Linked DNA regions of Arachis hypogaea: region 1 is linked to region 2. A link is a contact called in public Hi-C data. All regions are on one chromosome and are shown on one strand. The core of a region is the stretch at or near the end of the contact, and the rest is flanking DNA. Distances in the headings are between cores, read along the strand shown. Region 1 holds the start of LOC112797063 (pyruvate decarboxylase 2). Region 2 overlaps LOC112797062 (dnaJ protein ERDJ3A).

Region 1 (2,903 bases), core at 155-2,654, 88 kb before region 2:
CAAAATTATTCACCAAATCTATCACCATACCAACCATTCTGTCCAATCACCAGAACCCGTCAACTTCACATCCAACACCAAAACCAGCAAATAAAGAAAGCAATCATTTAAATTAAATTTAAAAAAAAAAAAGGATGGCTCCTCCCATCATCAGCATCAACATGTCTTTGTGAATACGTGAATATGATAAAGCAAGATATGAATTAAAAGTTTAGTCAAAACTGTTTAGTCTCAACCTCACATCGTCTAATCACCCAAAAAACCTCCATAAAAAATAAAAAACCAGCAACAAACCCATGTCCAACTCCGATGAATAATCACAACAGCAAAACACCCCAGATTTCAAACTTCATGAATCATCCCCATAACAAAAAATATTTAAATAATAATAAAATAACTAAGGGAATCTTTAAAAAAATAAAAGTTACATAGAAAAAACACCAAAAAACTAAACCTTGCAATACATTCCAACTGAACCGATCAACTTCGAGCTTCAAAAAACCGAGTATAGAAATGGTACCTGGAAGCAAGTGACAGTTTGAAAGCACCTCAACTCTTGTGAAAAATCGGGTAAACCAATTGTATGATGAAGAATCCTGTTAGTTCCATAGTCATTAGAGTTGGGACCACCAACTATGCATATCAATGGTAAGTTCTCACTGTAAGCTCCAGCTATGGCGTTCAGCACACTAAGACCTCCAACAGTGAACGTCACAACGCACGCGCCAACTCCACGCGACCGCGCGTAGCCATCAGCCGCGTACCCTGCGTTGAGCTCGTTGCAGCAACCAATAAGGTTGAGGCCTGGCTCCGCTATGAGGTGGTCGAGGAGAGTGAGGTTGAAGTCACCGGGGACGGAGAAGACGTCAGTGACGCCGATCTGGACGAGGCGGCGGGCTAGGTGGCGGCCGAGTGTGGCCTCCGATGAGCAGATGGCGGTGGAGGGGACGGAGGTGGAGTTGTTGTTGGCGCAAGAGATGATGTCGTTGCTTGGGGGCTTGTGTGAGTCGACGGATCCAATCTTTGTGTCCATGGCGGCGGTGGAAGACGGTGGCGGTTTGGGGAGGTGGAGTGAGAGTTTGAAGGAGAATGAAAATGAGAGAATGATTGGTTGTTTTGAACTCTGAAGTATTTCTTTCTTTTTTTTGTGGTTTGAATTCTTGGTGAGAGTGTGGTTTAAGGAGGGGGGTTTTATATGTAGAACTAAGAAGGGTGGTGGGTTTGTGATGGTGAGTGAAGAAGAGTGGGAGAGTGGTGGTGGTAATAAAACAGAAAGAGGAGATACAGGGTGCTGGTTTTTGGTTTTTAGTTATGTGCTGCCCCTGTTTGGTACATTGGTCTTGGCGGTGGTCTACTCTCGTCTACAACTTTCATGAGTTTTGATTTTTTTTTTTTTTCAATAATGATAGTAATCTAAATAAGTTAATTTAATATAATAAAAATGAGTTATAATTAAATATTATTTTAAATTTTATTATTTAATTTGATTAAATTTGATTCATAAAATGATTTAGATGTATAATATTAATTTTTTTACACAAAAATATTAATTATATAAATGTTTAATTATTTTGTTGGTCCTTATAGTTTTAAAAAAAAATTATTAGGTTTTTATTTTTTTTAATTGAATTTTTGTACTAAATTTTTTTAATTTACACTTTTTTTTATTTGGATCTCTGCATTAATTTTTTTTAGTTAAGTTCTTATACAATTAAGTTAATTACGATCAAAAGGAACTTAATTGAAAAAAAATTGATGCAAGAACCCAATTAAAAAAAAGTATATGAATCTAATTGAAAATTTTATGAAACTATATGGACTAACAAAATAATTAAACCTTATATAAATATAAATATTTTTTATAGAATAATATTACACATCAAAATTTTTTTATGAATCAAGTCTAACCAAATTAAATAATAAAATTTTGAATAATGTTAAGTATAACTAATTTTTATTATGTTAAACTAATTTGATTAGATTTAGTTAACAAAAGAATTTAAATGTGTAATATTATTCTTGAGTGATTAATTTTAATATATATTTATCATAATTATTTTTATTATAAATTTTTATCAATATAGATTTATATATAATTATATTTATATAAAATTAATAATTAAAAATTATTAATTTAATAATTTTAATTATTAATTTTATATAAATATAATTATATATAAATTTTTGTTATTTTGATCTCTCTCACTTTCTTTCTTTCTTCGTCCCATACAAATTTAGAAAAATTATTTTGAAATAATTAGTGTGGAGAATTGGACTTATTCCTTTTTTTAGTTATTCTCTTTATAAAATCTTTATTATATTATTTGAAACATACATGGTATCCGACAATGTACTATTACTTGGAATAACAGGAGGTATGTGTAGAAATATCTAAAGACGGAACGACATTGGGACCAAAATTTAGCCGTCAAAGTAGAGATGGGGATGGAGATAAAAATCTCCTTTTAAGCTCATATTTACTAAACACCTCATTTAGAAAGGAGATCGAAATTAAAAAATAAAGACTGAGAAATTAAAATTAAAATAAAAATAAAAATTGAATTAAATGTTTATATTATATTTAACATAAAATATATAAAATTAAATTATATTTTAATATTATATTTAATTTACAATAAATATTAAAATTAAAGAAATAAATTTAAAATTTAAAATATTTAAAAAATAAATTAAATCTCTATATTTATGTTTCAATATTTTTACAAAAAAAAATATAAAATTTTAACCTTTATTCTAAAAAGTCTTAGTTTTATGTGTTTTCATTTTTTTAGTACGGAAAAAATTAAATTATATTTTAAAACTAAAATTTTAGTATTAGTTTTTAATTCCTAAACACAATATTTAATTCTATTCTTTCAATCTCAATCTTAATTTCAAAAACA
Region 2 (2,700 bases), core at 201-2,700:
CGCAAGATGGAAAGAGAATGGGAGAGAGAAAGGTTCCGAAAAATTATTAAACATTTTATTTTTATCCCTATTATACACATTATATTTTCTCTTATTGTAAATCTAAACGGTTCAACTCTTTAAGCTTTCACATTTGTATTGGCGAAAAGTAGTTGTAATTCTATATTTCTACGACTCTAAACAATTTACTACATACGTACTTCAATATATTTTTGTTCATTCCTAGTATTTGATAATAGAATTTTAAAATAGCTTATGGACCAAACTATGCCATATACCTTTTAAAGATACAAGTTGCTCAACTTGCTAAATTTCATGTTATGCTTCAATTTTTATAAACTTAGTTGAGATTCTCTATTTACAAATTAAACAACCCCACCTTAATCTAAACGATTTCACGGAATTCATGGTTTATTTATTTATCAATTCTGCTTGATGGACAATAAAATTATGAATAATATAAACAATGAACTACATCTCAAGTTCACTAAATATAAATAAACTTAATTAATTTAAATTTTAAATTTTAAAATTAAGACTAAACTTTTTAATCCATTATTTATATTGTTAAAAAAAACATTATTTCCTTATATTTTTTCTTATTTATTTCTTACTTACTCTTGTTCTTTTGCTATTAAGAAACCAGATCCACTGATTTATTGAGGCAACAAACCAGAAAGCCTGTGGTAATAGAATCCAATAAAGAGTGACCCTTTTTTAATTACGTTAAAAGGGGTCACCACTCACCACGTTGTTTTTTATACTCTGGAAATATTGAAACCTTCGCCTCGTGTCAGGATCATGTTAATGCATGCAAGTTGCAAACTTGCAATACGTACAAGAGTGGAGATTTATTTTTTATTCTAAATTGTGTTCTACTGTTTTCGGACGTCTTCCCGTAATTGTTACTTTAAAAGTTTAAAGTTCTCCCTAAAATTAATATTCTGAAAGTATTATATTTATTTGGCCTCAATCTAATTCAAGTTGTCAAATGAAATTTGATCACTCATGAATTTAATTTGACTAAAGGAATTTAATCACTCATGAATTTATTCTGTTCTAGTTCAATGAAGAAAAGGGATTAAAGTAATTTGAAATGAATATCTTTGACAATTGACTAGCAATTTTATCATTAAAATGAAAAATCTTGAAAGACGGTTTATTATGTATGTATCAATTCCTCAGATAATCTAATAATAAATACATTGTTTCATTTTTCTGGAGATATCTACGGACTACCATTACAATCCACAGCATGCAGTCATTATTATTTCATTCGAGGTTAAAGTTTAAAAAAAAAATTTTGGTCTTGGAGGTTAAAGTTAAATTAAAATCTTGCAAGATGAAAATTCCCACAGAACTAATAAACCTTTTTATCACAAAGCCCTCCCTATACCCACCACAAAAAATGAACATCAAAGCCCCAAAATATATCAACAACGCCACGCACAAACAAAAAAAAAAATAAAAAAAGAAAAATCAACGACAACAAATTGTTATATCAAACAGTATACTAATGCATACTTTTACTTCAGCAGCTTATAGAATACTCTGATAGAATCGATTCTGAATATATCTCTCATTATGATCTATTTTTGAGTATTCTTTACAGTTGCCTCAAGGACATTTTTAGATAATGCGACACCCATGACTACAACTCTACATGCTCATCATTCCCCCAAGCACATCACATGTCTAAAGAACAAAATTCATTGTAGTCTGTTCTCAAAGCAAAATTGCCAGTGACGGTGAGAGCAAGATGCAGCATCCCATTATCCCATGCATGACGCATCAATATTCAATTAGCATTTTTTCTTTTAAAATCTCCACATATTCTTTGCTGGTATAAAATACAAAAGACCCTATTCTGTGAGTTATGTACATGGGTTGGCATAACCAAAAGTGCTGCAAAACCCATCATTATTGTTTAATCTTCTACTTGAGTAGAGGTTTATTTTGTGTTTCCCTGAAGGGTATATCTCCACTGAGGACTGAGCTGATGAAATTCTCAACCTGCTCCATTGTCATATCACCCTTAAATACAGTGTATTTACCTCTCCTAGGCTTGTAGGCGATCAACAATTTATCTGATGACTTGTAATCTGTCTTGTTGAATGCTTTTAGAAATGATTCTTGCTTTGCAGCATCTAAGAGCGCATAGGAGATTGAATCCCTAGAGCTTGCTCCTTGATTTGGTCGCCTTGAAAGTGATTTCTGGGAGACCTAAAACGAAAAAAGTTATCTCCCTGTGAGAGCTTTGCATAAAATAAAGTTATACTGCTACCTCTATTTCCAAACAACAATGCTATGTGTACATAAAAAATCAGCCACCAATATAAAATACATGTAGAAATACAAAATACACATTGAAAATAAGTTAAATCAACACGTGTATTTAACACATACATGGTGGCTGATTTTTGATGCGCATATAGCATTTTTTACATCCAAAATAACAAAATTAAGACACATTAGTAAATTGAAGAATTAATCATTAGGAATGGTGCAAATTCATTTTGGTACCATTAAACTTAGGTTTGACCTCTCCAAAGAGCAAAACAAGCATGGACCAAAATGGAAATTACACTTACCTGAGAGAGAATTAACTCTAGCTTTCCTCTGGCTTTAGAAGACCTGAAGGCACCAATGATGCATACCGGAGCTTTATCACCACATAGCTCCTCAAAGTTAGACTTAGAA

What was found. A called contact is a pair of places that touch in the nucleus more often than the background predicts.
Region 1: a contact with region 2 is called in a Hi-C map of leaf, with 2.3 times the contacts expected there. The contact joins the promoter of LOC112797063 here to the enhancer-like site in region 2. A contact is called at or near these places in 3 of 8 Hi-C or Micro-C datasets (all in leaf).

What each region holds. Positions count from the first base shown.
Region 1 is chr4:101,394,251-101,397,153 of arahy.Tifrunner.gnm2.J5K5, reverse strand. LOC112797063 (pyruvate decarboxylase 2) reads right to left here and starts at 1,404. Exons shown (of 6, transcript XM_025839823.2): 1 at 521-1,404. The coding sequence starts at 1,033.
Region 2 is chr4:101,306,116-101,308,815 of arahy.Tifrunner.gnm2.J5K5, reverse strand. LOC112797062 (dnaJ protein ERDJ3A) reads right to left here. Exons shown (of 7, transcript XM_025839822.3): 6 at 2,592-2,700; 7 at 1,494-2,223. The coding sequence ends at 1,936. Among protein-coding and RNA genes, the nearest start is that of LOC112797062, 4.5 kb to the right of the region's middle. Within about 2 kb of position 1,450, at least 2 of the 3 cell types and tissues checked have open chromatin away from gene starts, as enhancers often do.